Linked DNA regions of Mus musculus: region 2 is linked to region 1. Evidence: chromatin contacts called from public HiChIP or PLAC-seq data. All regions are on one chromosome and are shown on one strand. The core of a region is the stretch at or near the end of the contact, and the rest is flanking DNA. Distances in the headings are between cores, read along the strand shown.

Region 1 (7,571 bases), core at 4,313-6,812:
TTGATTCTCTCTATTTTCTATAACAAAGTCATGTGACTTGGGGAATAAGGAGGAAAGCTTTTTCTCATTGTTTCAAAGACCTTTGTCCATCATAGCAGGAGGAGGAGGGACAGAGCTATTCACCTCTCAGTTGCTGGGATGAAGAAAGAGAAGGCCTGTGATGGAGGGCCTCTTTCTCTCCTAGTTATACAAGGGTTCAGGTGAGGAGCAAGGCCTGCAGGGTACGAGGTGGGGGGAACAGGGAGCTTGAGGACATGAGACACCAAGCAAATCTGAACCAGGTGATGCCCAGGCATCTGTGTCATTTTGCACCAGTGACCCTGCTCACATGAATTGTAGGGAGAGCCTATGGATAAGTCTCCCCTACCCTTCAGCTTAGCCTCAGCTTTTTCTCTCAGAGGATATGTTTCAGCTGAATCCTCCAGATTGCTTGGAGTGTTCTGGAAGGCTTTCTGTTTACCCTATAGCGTGCATTTCAGACGGGTAAGTGAAAGTGCTGGCCATCTTGTGAACAAGGGCCATAGTCATTTCACTCAGCCACTCACATCTTTCCCAAGGATAGAAGTTCCTTTTTGTATAAATAAATTAGAGGATTGGACTGCTGAGGCTCTGGAAGATATCCTGAAACTGTCTAAAGATCTTGCTCACATCTGGCTGAGAGAGAGAGAGCTCACAAGAGACTTGCAAAGAAAAGTCCTCTGCCAAGGCATTTACCTCTCAAAAGAGGAGCTGATTAGCCCAGTGACTCTGTGTTAATGGCTCTGGTGGGGAGAGAGTCTAGTATGTCCTTGCCTCCTCTCCCTTCTCCCGCAGACATTAGAAGAATAGTTGCTGAGACATGCCAGACCAGCCCCGACTCAGATCATGTCTCTACAATAGCATCCAACGTACCTGTTAGGGTCTTTTGTACTGGGAATTACAAAGATGCATTCCCTTTTGCAAAATGTCTTCTCTATCCATGCTTTCTGACCCTGGAAGAGAAAGGAATGAAAATTACATGCCATAAACCATCACTACAGTTCATGAGGAGGAAATCAAATGGGCTTGCAAGATGGATCAGGAGGTTAAGGTTTGCCACCATGCCTGAAGACCTGAGTTCAGTCTCCCTGGAACCCACATGCAAGGAGAGAACAGACTTCTGCAAGTTGTCCTCTGCTCTGCCCATGAACCATGACACATGAACACAATCAATCATCCATCCATCTGTCCATCCATCCATCCATCTATCAATGTAATTTTAAAAAATAACATGCCATTAATAGGAGGTTTCCTATGCCCCCCAGTGAGTATGTGTATGCGTGTGTGTGTGTGTGTGTGTGTGTGTGTGTGTGTGTTCCTTTTTGTCATGCTGGAGATCAAACCTATGCCTCACTCAAGGTCTCTACTGCTGAGCTATGGCCTTGTCCTTGCCTATGATAACTGAACAGTCATTTCAATGAAGGGGTTGCTTATGTTTAAGGATCTGTGTTTTGGGGCTGGAGAGATGGCTCAGTGGTTAAGAGCACTGACTGTTCTTCCAGAGGTCCTGAGTTCAAATCCCAGCAGTTACATGGTGGCTCACAACCATCCATAATGAGATCTGATGTCCTCATCTGGTGTGTCTGAAGACAGCTACAGTCTACTTACATATAATAATTAATAATCTTAAAAAAAAAAGAATCTGTGTTTTGTAAGAGTGGTGGCCTGGTAACAGGTACTTATGGTTTCCATTTGCTGAATTTAGTTCACAGGCATCCAGTGGCTGAAGATATTCTGTGTACACGGTTCTGTGCTGGGTGTTGTGGAGAGCAAAGAGAGCCGGGAAAATGTGTCCTTCACCCTCCCAAAATAGCAGGTGATGCTTGAGAAAACAGGAGGAGGGGTGGGGCGACATCAGGCTGCCTCCAGGCCACAAGGATTGAGAGAACTTCCTGTAGTGGCTTTACCACTGTGGGTAAGGCAGAGGCCTTTATTCAAGTCATACTGAACTCAGGGGAACACCCTTACATGGAGGAGGAGGCTCTGAGCAGTGATTGGCCTGCCTCACATGGACCTTCTTGTCTCCCAGTGACCATAGGTGGAGGCTCAGCAGATCCCTCTGGGTACAGGTGCTGGTAAGGCCCTGGCAAAAGCCATCCAGGCTAGCCAGAGGAGAGCTAACAGTCTCTGTTTCCATGAGGCTTTACTCTGTGTGCATGTATGTGTGTATCTGTGTGCACACATACGTGCGGGTGTGTGCTGTATTTGTGCCACTGTATGCATGTGGACAACCTGAGCATCATGTATGAGTGTGTGTGCCTATTGATACACAGCCAGTGTCTGTGTGCATAGGTATATGCATTATGGTTTCTGGGGTGTGGTAATGGGGATATATGGATAGTGTGTGTGTGTGTGTGTGTGTGTGTGTGTATGTGCATTGTGTGGAATGTGCATGATATATATATATATATATATATATATACATATATATATATATATATATATGCTGGCTTATATATCTTTTTGAACACAGACCTAAATGCCAGAGGCACATTTCTCCTGATCAATCCCTCCCCCAACCCCCATCTTTTTATTATAATTATTTATTTATTTACACTCCAACTGGTGCCCCCTTCTAGTCCCCTCCCCCGAAAGGTCCTCACCACCCCCTTCTCCTCTGAGAGGGTGTGCTCCCCCTGCCCCTCCCCGCGCACATCAAGTCTTTACCAGAAGTTGGTGTATAAAGCATAGATGTGTATAAGTACAGCATTCATCAATAAGAAACAAAGTGTTTAAGTGTTTAAAATAACTATTTGATTACACATTGTGTTATAATAAGTCTCTGATGGTGTGATATGTAATTTTACTATTTGTCGAAGGTGAAGCAATTCTGCACATAAATTGGATAACTGTGCTTGTTTATTTTCTTATAATGAATTCTGTCTTTGCCGAATATTTGTTACTGCATGATTCAGATCATCTACCACAGCTTCCAGAACTGACAGGTGTTTTAATTTTATAATTGTCAGTGTTGAATATGCTGCCTCCCAAAACCACACAGTGCAGAATGTGTTTAGGGCCATTTCAGAAGTTGTTGGAAATGTTTTCTCAATCCTAAGGCGAAACTCATTCAATCGCTTTTTAAAATGAAACTCGTGTCAACAAATCAGACAGCAATTTTTAAAGTCAGACGTGCTGACACATCTAAAGCTATACTAATTTGGTGCTTACATGCGGAGAGGTGGCTAGAAAATATTAAATATCTTTGCTCTCCATAATGAAGTCACCATGTTTTTTTAAGTGCACAGCAGTTAACAGAAGCACCAGGATTCATCAGAGACTGCAGCCTGAGCCTTGGTGTCTCAGGTGGCCATATCGAGAGATCCTGACCTGATGATGCCTGTCTGCTCTGTGCAGTGAGCTCAAGGCCCAGGCGCTGTGGAACCGATACATACCACACCAATGAGCAACGCCAGAAACATGTTCGAATCCTGTGTTTGACTTTGAGTTGATTTCTGGTCACCCCAACTCAGAAGCCTTTGTTGCAGCCGTGTTTCTGGGTCTCCAAATCGACACCCTTCTCTACTTGGGTCACCGTTCACAGTTTAAGACACACAATACTCGGGAGGCTGATGCAGGAGAATTGCTGAGAGATTGAACTATGTAGCAAGACACTCTCTGACAAAACAAAGCAAAGGGCTGGAGAGGTGGCTCTGTGGTTAAGAGTGCCAGCTTTTATTCTGGAGGGCCGTGGGATTTAATTCCCGGCACCCACAAGGTAGCTCACAGTCATCTGTAGCTCTAATTCCAGGAGACCCTTCACTCTCTTCTGGATGCACAGATCCCAGGCAAAACACCCATATGTATAAAATAATAAAAATAAACAACTATAACAACAAAATCAACATGGTGCCTAGACTCTACCCTTTCTGTCGCTTTCAGACATGTCACAGTAAGAAAGACAAGGAGCAGGGCGTGTTGGGGAGATGGCTCTCTGGGTAACCTGAGTTCGAGTCTAGCACACGTGTAAAGAGATAGGTTTGTAAGTCCAGTAGTGCAGGGAGGTGTGTGAAGACAGGTAACTCCCGAGCATTCCCTGGCTGGCCAGCCTGACTGAAACTGTGAGCTTCCAGCTCGGTGAGAGAGCCTTCTCAAGGCACTTCGTGGGGAGCATGGGAAAGACGGCAGATGCCCGGCTCTGACCTGCTCACACTGGCCGTCCTCTATAGTCCCATATGGTGGATAAAGAAGCCAGTGGAAGGGTATGGGAACCCCACAAGAGGACCAACAGAGTCAACTAACCGGGATTTCTGGGAGCTCTCAGAGAATGAACCATCAACCACAGAACGAACACACACACACACACACACACACACACACACACACACACAGACACACACACACATGGGCTGGAATGAGGCCCTCGGCACATATGTAGCAGATGTGCAGCTCAGTCTCCATGTGGGGCCCCCAGCAACTGGAGTGGAGGCCTGTCCCTAAAGCTGTAGCCTGACTGTGGTATCCGCTCCCCAGCAGGGCTGCCTTGTGTAGCCTCAGTGGGAGAGGAGGGACCTAATCTGGTAAAGACTTGATTTGCAGGTGGGGGTTGGGGGTGGGGATACAGAGGGGGAACTCTCTCAGAGGAGAAGGGGGTGAGGAGGGCCTTGCGGAGGAGGGGACTAGAAGGGAGCACCGGAAGGAGCATAAATAAATAATTATAATGAGAAGGCAGGAGTTGGAGGAGGTTGGCCAGGAGAAATGTGCCTCTGGCAGTTAGGTCCTGTTCGGTCCACCCAGGCAGCACTGAGATGGAGCCATCTCAAGTGTGATTCTCTTTCCTTCTCAGCCCATGCAGGGCATCTGTGACCCCCATGGGGTGTCAGCTTGACTTTTGTCCTTCAGTCTCTGAGAAGGTGGGGTTTTCTGAGTGGCTGCCATTGTTTGTGGTCCTGGTCAAGTACAGTCTTTTTTTCTTACCCTTACTTCCCTCAGAATACTGGCTTCTCCCCTCGAGAGTACCAGCATGTGGGTCCTGGACAAGCAGTGGGAAGGGTGTAAGGGAGAGCAGCCTGATGAGCAATGGGGCCTGGTGTTTATTTTCTGGTAGAATGACCTGTGAGTGTGGCCGAGGTGTCCTGTGTAAGATAAAAGTGCATTCTCTAGGCTTTTAACGGAGCTTTACAGTAAAAGGGCGGAGTGAGGAGGTTGAGACAGTGTCAGAGGCTGGAGAAGTTTGCCCATGACAAGAGCTGAGAGAAGTCGGGGTCCTAGGGGATGAGAGGCTACAAGGCACATTAACAACTTGACCTTCACGTCTCTACATGAAGGACAGGGCCCAACAGGGAGGGTGGGAGAGAGCAGGCACACTCTCGAGACGGCTAGGGCAGGGACGAGGGTGAGTTGGGTGGGCTGTAAAGGCAGGGTGTGACTCTACTCTGGCAGAAATGGGAAAAGTGGCTTCCAGGCATAAACATTGGCTTTCTGCTACGTGAGACTGTTTACGCAATGGCCATTTCTTGGGCCAAAATTAACAGCAAAGTCCACAGTGAAATGACTGGACCAGTTTAGCCAGGACAAACTACTCGTTTCGTGTGTATATTTAGAGCAGACGACTCTGACTCTCACCCACGGCTGCTCATCCCTCACAGGGGCTTAGCTGGACTCAGGCATACAAAGTACAACTAGCTGCCAGTCGCACTTAAGAGGTCTAGACTCTGGTTTCTCCTTATAGCCTACAGGAAGTGAAGTGACTGACTGATGGCCCTGCACACTGCACGTGACTGTGGGATTCCACTGTGGAACACCCCACCCCCGGCCGCAAGGGGAGCACCTGGGGCAGCACCAACTGGCCAGGGAAACTGTCCACTGCAGAAAGTCAGACAGGCTCCCCAGCCAGAGAGCTTTCTGTGCACAGGGGATTAAAACCCACAGTCATTCCTTCCTGCTCCACCCTCTGCTTCAGGGGAGGCCCTGGCCTAGAGCCAACCGGCCTTTCTGGCTCTTGTGTCTCAAGTTTAGGCACAGCTTCTCTGTCTCTGTGGTGAAGCAGCTCTGAACACTTCCAAACTGCCCCCAGAAAATGAAGGAGAAGCTGCCCCTTGTCTGTGGGCTTGAGGCTGGTGTCAGACTCAGAGAGTCATGGTGCCTCGGGGGTTTACCTAGACTCTCACATGAAGACTTTATTTCTGGTGCTTGGCCCTCAGTATCCCTCAAAAGCACAGGGCTAGCCTATGTGAAATGTCAAAAGTTGTCCCAGCTCATCCAGCCAGTGACAGGACTCACGCTGTCTGCGCCAGGGGACATTGCCCGGACACATTAAGAAACCATTCTCCAATTGGGAGTCCCCGAGAAAAGAGTGATCTTTAAGTTAGCTGTCTTCCTCAGTAGTGTGGACTGATACGTTGTCGGTCTATGGTGACTCTCCTCCCACCCACACCTAGACAATCGATCCCAATTGAACTCAGTGTGCTACACACAGAGAGACTGGAAGGGGGACTAGCTGGGGGAAAGAGGGGAGTTAGTAAGAGAAGGAGGGAATAAAAGAAAGTAATAAGAGAATATGATCGAAACACATTGTATGTATATGTGAAATTGTCAAAATGTGAATATATTGAGATATAAGCCACAAGCCCTAAAATTTGCCTTAAAGCTTGTAGTTCATTGCTTTTGGTCCACTTCAGGGACTATATGACCATTGGCACTGTCTACATCCAGAACGTCTTCACGGCTCCTATAAAAGAGTCATGCGGTAAGGTAAGTCAGCAGGTAAGGTGCTTGCCACCAAGCCTGGGAATCTGTTCCCAGAATCCACACTGGAGAAAGAGAGAACTGTGTTTTACAGACTGTCCTCTGCCTCCACATCTGCACTGTGGTGTACACACACACACACACAGGCACACACACTCATATGCACACACATGTACACATATACAGAGGCACACACACACATACACATACACACATATACATTCACACACACAGGCCATAAGGAACCATTGGAGAAGGTGCAGACTCAGTTGCAGTTGAAGCTTCAATACCGAAGGGGTCATGGGAAGAGACTGAGGCCTGGCCCCATGTAACAAGGTTAGAGTCTCTGAGGAGAGGCCAGGAGAGGCTATTGGGAAAGGTACCGTCCAATTACAGTACAGAGCCCAACATTTTGAAGACTCCGATACCATAGATGACCACCAAGGACAGCAGCAGCCATGGAGGGATGCCCGCCTGAGTCCACAAGACAAGCTGTGTGTGTGGCAGAGGGCAGAGCTGGAGAAGTGCCACTGTTGAGGTCTTTGGAGCCCACAGGAACATGAGTACATTCCAGATGCCAGGTGCTGAACGTTTTACACTATTGGACGTTGGTTTTGGTTTTATTATGACCATGCCCTGACTCTTCCCTCTTGGAGTATAAAATTATGTAACTTTTTATTTTATTTTATGGGATCCCACAGTTAAGAGACTTTGGACTTCTAGAGAGACTGTAGTTTTAGAGAGGCTTTGAACTTTGAAAGAGACATTGGATGTTTTAAAGAGACTGAACTTTTGTTTGTATTGGGTTTTGGGGGTACAGGGTAGAAACTGAACGTTTAAAGTGTTTGAATTTCTATAGAGTGTGG
Region 2 (6,975 bases), core at 4,398-6,897, 130 kb before region 1:
TCTAAGTCTTAGAACTCAACAGCAGGTGAAACACCATAGAGAAACGTAAAGGAAAAGCACACTGACGTGCACCCTTCACCTGTGCCTGAGCGGGGCGCGCTAGCCAACAGAGCTGTAAGGGTGTGGACGCCAGCATCCTCATCCACGCTGAGAAGGAAAATGTGGGCCAGCTGTAACTAGTCTGTCAGGTGAAGATAGTCTAAAGAGACACTTGTATCTCTAGATCTGAGTATCAGACCCCAGAGAAACGGGGATTCCCCAGGAATCTTGTACCGGGGAGGAAAAGGTGCTAGTCAGAGGGTGAGCTTGTTTCCCAGGGAGAGACTTGAGAGTACTAACAACTGGTCAGACACTGAACAGGATGGGACTGAGACTCAGACAGTGCTGGGTGGGAGCACACCTTGACTGGACGGCTTAGCTGTGCACGCCCTCTATTAAACACTGATCTATCTCACCTCGGGACTCAGTCCGATGGACTTGAGGGATTTTTGCTGGATCTCTGTCCCTCTTCCCAATATGGTCACACTGAATAAGCCCCTTCCCGACTTTCCACTTTTTTGTTTTTGTTTTGTCTTGTTTTTTTGGTTTTTTGTTTGTTTGTTTGCTTTTCGAAACAGAGTTTCTCTGTGTAGCCCTGGCTGTCCTGGAACTCATTTTGTAGACCAGGCTGGCCTTGAACTCAGAAATTCGCCTGCCTCTGCCTCCTAAATGCTGGGATTAAAGGTGTGCGCCACCACACCCAGTTGACCTTCCACTTTTAATCTAACCCTTTACTGGCTCACTGAGGATGAGTGGCCAGACCTGACTTGGTGCACAAACTGTGATCCCCAACTGCAATTACTCAGCCACTTTAGAACATAGTTTGCTGTTTCTTAACAAGGTGAACATGCTACATAACTCACCAGCATAAAACTATCCCAAACACACTGTATGGTTATTCCACACAGCACACTCTGTAATGGTCCCCATATAGAAACAACCTAATGCCCACCAACAGGGAAATACATAAACTGATTTACAAACAATGGGATCAATTTTCTTAAATCACTCATACATATGACATGAGTGAAAATCATAAATACTTGTTAGATAAATAAAGCCAGAGACAAAAGACCACATACAGTGTGATTCCAGTTATATAAGCTATCTAGAAAAGGCATATCTACAGAGACAGAAAGTAGCCTACTGATTTGGTGCTAAGACACAGGCAGATCTCTGTGAGTTCAAGACCAGCCTAGCCTACACAGCAAGTTTCAAACCAGTCAAGATTATATAGTGAAATCCTGTCTCAACTGTCCCCATCACCTCTTAAAACAAAGCAACCTTTAGAATGATGAAAACTTCTATCACTGGGGCTGGGAAGATGGCTCAGTGGGCCAGGGTCTTGCTGTATAGACGAACGATGTGAGTTTGTACTTAGGACCCATGTAAAAGCCAGATAGAGTGGTAGGACAGGCATGTGAATTCCTGTGTTCCCCTACTGAGAGATGAGTCAGAAGCAGCAGGGTTGGAAGCCTGCAGGCCAGTTAGCCTGCTGTGCACAGCAATGAACAAAAGAAGCCCTGTCCAACGTGAAAGGCAAAAACCACCATTCAGGGTTTTCCTCAGATCTCCTGGGCGACACTGCATTTGTGTGACCACAGTCACAAACAAAATACTGAGGCTTTCTATTTACTAAGTTACCAGTATGCTCAATATGTATCATACCCCAACTAATGGGTTAAACCACATTAAAGTGTTAGCAAAGCAGGCTCAGTACTCCCAAAGCCTGTGTGCATGGAGAAACTGGGGCTCATTCCCAATAAGATGAGAGCACTCAGTTGTAAAGAGGAGAAAAATCATTGTCTATTTCATTTGAATTTGTACTTTCTAATTATTTCCTTAGGTTCACAATTTAATGTGAATAAGAAATAGCAAGATTAGAGAGGATGCCTTGTCCAAATTAACATTGAATATCAGTCAGGTCAGGGATGGGGACCCATTTTCCCAGTAAAGAGGAAAGACGTACTAAGTGGGAGAGTCCAGCGTGACAGGACACAGTCACAATCTGCAGTGTGCCGGGTGGTGCGGCAGCACTGTGGCAGAAGAGACAGCTAAGACTTATGTTAATGTGAACAGCCAGGAGCCACAGTGGGCTCCTATAGTATTCTCAGGAATGATTTTAATTACCTTGCAGGACTACAGAGAGACGCTGGCTTTCAAGAATGTACACAAGTTCTGCTGAGTGTTTAAGGAAAGCCCTGAAGAGAAAGAAGGAAAAAACCCTGTTAGATATCAAGCTTGTGCCACATACGCACGCCTTTGCCTGCTGTGACGTCTTGTCCACCTGCATAAATATATTTTAACCGTGCTTAGAATCAAGCAAAGCTCCCCATCCTCTATGCACACACTTTTGATTTTTATGGCTCTCTCTGGTATTAACAGGATGATTCTTTAGGGAATAGTATCAGGGAAATTCACCAACCACGTATTACAAAACAGGCTGATTTACATAATGTTCAGGAAACACGGCTTCAGAGGCAAGGATGAAGTAGTGGTTGTCAGAGGGCAGGGATCCAGGGGAAGACTGGGGAGAGGCTGAAGGGGGCGCTAATGAAATCTACAGATGATGGCAACATTGGTGGTCAGGCTGGATGCTGCCCTCCAGCTAGATAAGGTTACCCTGAGGGATGCTAGGTGAAGGGCACGTGGCTACCTCTACTATCTTTTACTTCATGTGAGCTTGTAATTATTTCAAAATAAAAAGTAAAAAAGAAAAGTCGACAAACCTGACGTACTCTAACCACCGGGTACTTTCCAGTGAAGACAACCATTTCTCTTCAGTTTCTTCAAAAGGCTCTGCATTACATAGAACAGTGCTGTTAAGCTTAGCTTCATACAGTCAACATCAGAGTTAAGCAATGTCCCACACACATTAAACAATTAGCTTTGAGGAAATAGCACACACTTGTACTGCAGTCAGCACTTAGGAAGACATGCTTATGATTCTTGTTTTTGGTTTTTTAAAGACAGTGCCTTGCCATGAAGCCTAGACTGGACTCAAAACTCTGGGTCCCCTTTCTTCACCTTCTCAAATGCTGAAGTCATAGACATGGGCCACTGCACCAAGGTCACATGCTATATTGAAGCAGAAGACAGCATTCCCTCAAGTCTTGTCTTCTACCCTCTGGCATTTTCAAGGAAATCCTGCCGCCCCAGGTCCCATCTTCCCGATGTCTCTTCGCCTTCCCAGCTGCCAGTGTCATCTCTGTGTGCATGTAGCCCTGGATCAAGCACTGCCCTGCCCAGGGTGCACATAACCACTCAAGGCCACACACTGCTAAGATCTCCTACCATAACAAGGCTTACTCATCATCCAAGACCTGCCACAAAGCCAGTGCTCCACAGGCCTTCTACTCCAAAGATGCTTCCATGAGACATCTTCTCAGAGCAAAGTGCAACCCCGAGTCTATGAGGCAGAACTCTAAGGGCACACATACAATACACACTCAGCTGAGCCACTCATCCTGAAATTAAGCGTGTGCACTGGGATCTCAGTTATATCTGTCTGCTGAGCAAACGCTTCTTTAAGGTATCTATATCTTTCAGGATTTGGGGGGAATTTAACAGGTTTGTTTTTTTTTCTCTCCAAAACCAAGAGAAATTTAGACTTCATTTTCTAGGGATTGAGTCTCTCCTTAGATGTATCTTCTATATTTTTAAGGAACATCACTTTTCCTGATTGTTCCAACATAATTTTTTATTACCATTCATTGATAAATAATAGATAGATAGATAGATAGATAGATAGATAGATAGATAGATAGATAGATAGATAGAAAGAAATAGATACAGGCACAAAATAAAAATGTCATTACCATTTACACACAGTTGCTTAAGTTTTACAAATGCCGCTTGTATTTCTTGGATGTTGGGCAAAGCCTTATCCAAATCTGACTTGTAAACATCACTTCTCTGTGGATGACTTTTAGTTATGGCATTGCAGATCCTAGTAAAGACAAAATCCTTTAGTATCTCTTCATCCATTTCTTCAACAGTAGACATTTACATTCAAAAGTATTTTATGCTTCCTGGGATAATCATACAATGGTGTCAGCCTATGGGGCCTAGTAAGGATGACAGGCAGTAATTAAACGGCCATCACACATAAAGCATATGGAATGTGAGGTGCCTCAGAACTAAGAGGTAGAGAGGCCAAGGCGGTGGGGTGAAGCGTGTTCATGGAGGAGCATGAAGAAGGTGACGCAGGAGGGAAGAGCCCTGTTGGGAGAGTGAAAAGACCAGGTAATTTCAGGTGGCTGGAGCCCAGGAAATGGAACATAGAAAGAGAAACACAGCACCAGTAACACACGGGGGCGAAGCTGGGGGGGCAGTCCGTGGGTTTATAACGTTCCTGGAAAACTAAGTGGACAAACGGGACGAAGACAGAGGCATCTGGCCGGAAGACATGCTGGGCAGATCCCTGAGTTCAGTTTTAGACATAAAGTTTAAAGGGCCTTGAAGGTGTCCACATGGCAGACATCAAGCTAACTAGAGATGATGTCAATGTGCTGGTTACTAAAGCCAGTCGTTGGTGTCCTTCTGCAGAAAGGAACACAGATCAAAAGGAGAAGTCATGAGAGCCAGCCGTGGAGGATGCAGCCCCAGCAAGGAACAAGGCAGTAGCTGAGGATCCTGGGCACTGAGAGCTGGTCAACTGTAAACAGCTATGAGAGCAAGCAAGAGAAGCTTCCTCCTAGTAACAGGGAGGTTACTGCTGACTTTATAGACATTGCTGAACTTGTATGCGCAGACCCATTAAAACCATTTTCTAAGCTACTCTGACTTCATTGACCTAAACAAGATGCAGAAAATTGAAAGAAGTTTAATTTATCCTGAAAATATGGAAATCACTGTACTTTCAATGTCAAAGACAAATGCTTTATCAAAGATCATTTTACTATATTTATTCTTTTCAAAATGGTAATTGTTGTATATAATATGCGGTGATACCAACTATTCCCACTTAGGAAGAGGCTTACTGCCTCCTTTCAGACAAACCCTGCTCTCAGTTACCTCTGGTCAATCTTCCTCTGTTGCAGCGCGTCTTTGATGAGGGCCATCCGCACAAGAGCACTGCCGTTAGAGTGGCTCCAGCACCAGAACTAGGAGACAAGCAGAATCCTCACTTAACTGGAGAGGAGCTGGACCTCAGCATCAATGACACCCAACAGAAGTCACTTACTGGCATTCTTCTTCCAACAAAGGAATGGGAAAAGATCTTCAGGTCTTGGTCTGCTAGTGAACTTGGCACAACAAAGTATTCTGGAAGGCTAGAAGGGAGAGAAACAGGTCATGCATGAGTCTTGTGCTCACCTACGTCCACTCTAACTCTAGTCATAATAGAGTGAACCTTAACTAAGAAAATGCTCCACCAGATTGGCGCGCAGGCACACTGTTGAGGCATTTTCTTGATTGATGATTGATGTAGGAGGACTCAGCCCACTGTGGTTAGTACCAGTCCTAGAATGGTAGTTCTGGGTGCTATGAGAAAGGTTGAGCCAACCATGAGGAGCAAGCCAGCAAACCACATTCATCAATGGCCTCAGCCTCCATTTCTGTCTTCTGGTCTCTGTGCTGTTTGAGTTCCTGTCCTGACTTCCTTCAATGATGAACAGATATGTGGAAGTACTAGCAAAATAAAGCCTTACTTCCCAAGTTGCTTATAGTCGTGGTGTTTAATCACAGCGCAGTAACCCTAACTAAGATACTGCCCATCACCGATGACTAGACAATAAAAATATGATTCATATACACAGGGGAATTTTATTCAGTAGCAAAGGAGAATGAAATCATGACGTTTGCAGAAAAATGGATTGAACTGAAAATCATTTTGTTAAGCGTTACAAGCCAAACATAAAAAGACAAATACTACATTTTTTTCAATGTCAAACCTAGATTTATGAGGAGTGTATGTGAAGGTCATGAAACTAGGAAGGGGACCATGGGGGAAATGAAACATGAAATGTGTTAAGGAAGTGGGGAAGAGGGAAAGGTAATGAAATGCACATGACATGAAAGCAAGAGGGCATTACTTAGGGGGAAGAAACCACCAAGAGGGGGACAGAGGAACTGGAGAGGAATGTGGGGGTTGGGGATGATTTAGAACAAAATACAACGGCACATACGTAAGAAAACGGCACTATGAAACCCATTGTTTTAAACTAAAATCTTAGTCGCAGGAGCTGGGAGACAAGTGAGGCAGTAAAGCTTCGACCACTGAAGCTCCAGACCCTGACGTCCCCAAAGCCATGGACGAAGCTGGCATGGGTGGCACCTGCTTAGGATCCCAGACTGGGGAGGCATAGGCAGGTGGATTCCTGGAGCTCACTGGCCGGCCAGCCTCGCCTAACCAACCAAGACACTCCATCTCAAAATAAAATGGTGCACAAAGTCCGAGGAATGATACTGGAAGCGGTTGGCCTCCACATGCACACATACACTCCACCACAACCGACTTCTTTAAAAGGAAGAAAAGTCCCGTAATTGTGACACAGTGATGTGTTCTGTGGCCCTCATCCAGAATGAATCACATTTATCTCCACTTGGTTGGATGGCACTGCATCCATCTCAGGAGGCACTGATAATCCAGACCATCTGGGTGTATGTGTGTGATGTGCACAGTCCTCATAAAATTAAATTCTGTCCATGAGAAAAATTCAGAACAATTTAACGTATTTCCTAGAATGACTATCAAATACATATACACTGTCTAGGAAGCATCTTTCTGTGTATATATACATCTTGATAGGCTGTGGGGTGAAAAAAAGATAGCAGGCAAACTAAACCAAAGCCCTTTGTAGTGGTTTGAACAAGAATACCTCCATAAGCCCATATGTGAATGTTTAGCCATCAGGGAGTGACACTATTTGAAAAGGAATGAGGAGGTATGGCTTTGTTGGAGAAAGTGTGTCACTTGGGGGGTGGGCTTTGAGG

Evidence for each region. HiChIP or PLAC-seq counts read pairs in DNA pulled down with a chosen protein or histone mark.
Region 2: a contact with region 1 is called in an H3K27ac HiChIP or PLAC-seq map of microglia, with 6 times the contacts expected there. The contact joins two enhancer-like sites. A contact is called at or near these places in 1 of 15 datasets of contacts at CTCF or cohesin (the NIH/3T3 cell line), 12 of 484 Hi-C or Micro-C datasets (the C3H10T1/2 cell line, CD8 T cells, ECoMG myeloid progenitors and 9 more), 5 of 115 datasets of contacts at active chromatin or transcription factors (T-cell acute lymphoblastic leukemia, epiblast stem cells, extraembryonic endoderm stem cells and 2 more) and 4 of 9 other capture datasets (adipose tissue, liver, macrophages and 1 more).

What each region holds. Positions count from the first base shown.
Region 1 is chr7:64,190,677-64,198,247 of GRCm38.p6, reverse strand. It overlaps Trpm1 (transient receptor potential cation channel, subfamily M, member 1), which reads right to left. Exons shown (of 27, transcript NM_001039104.2): 2 at 892-971. Among named protein-coding and RNA genes, the nearest start is that of Mir211, 11 kb to the left of the region's middle. Within about 2 kb of position 5,562, at least 88 of the 459 cell types and tissues checked have an H3K27ac peak or open chromatin away from gene starts, as enhancers often do. A contact at or near this core is called in microglia, where this site is marked.
Region 2 is chr7:64,316,428-64,323,402 of GRCm38.p6, reverse strand. It overlaps Mtmr10 (myotubularin related protein 10), which reads right to left. Exons shown (of 16, transcript NM_172742.2): 8 at 5,225-5,312; 9 at 5,056-5,144; 10 at 3,858-3,988; 11 at 2,769-2,838; 12 at 2,170-2,240. Among named protein-coding and RNA genes, the nearest start is that of Mtmr10, 32 kb to the right of the region's middle. Within about 2 kb of position 5,647, at least 3 of the 459 cell types and tissues checked have an H3K27ac peak or open chromatin away from gene starts, as enhancers often do. A contact at or near this core is called in microglia, where this site is marked.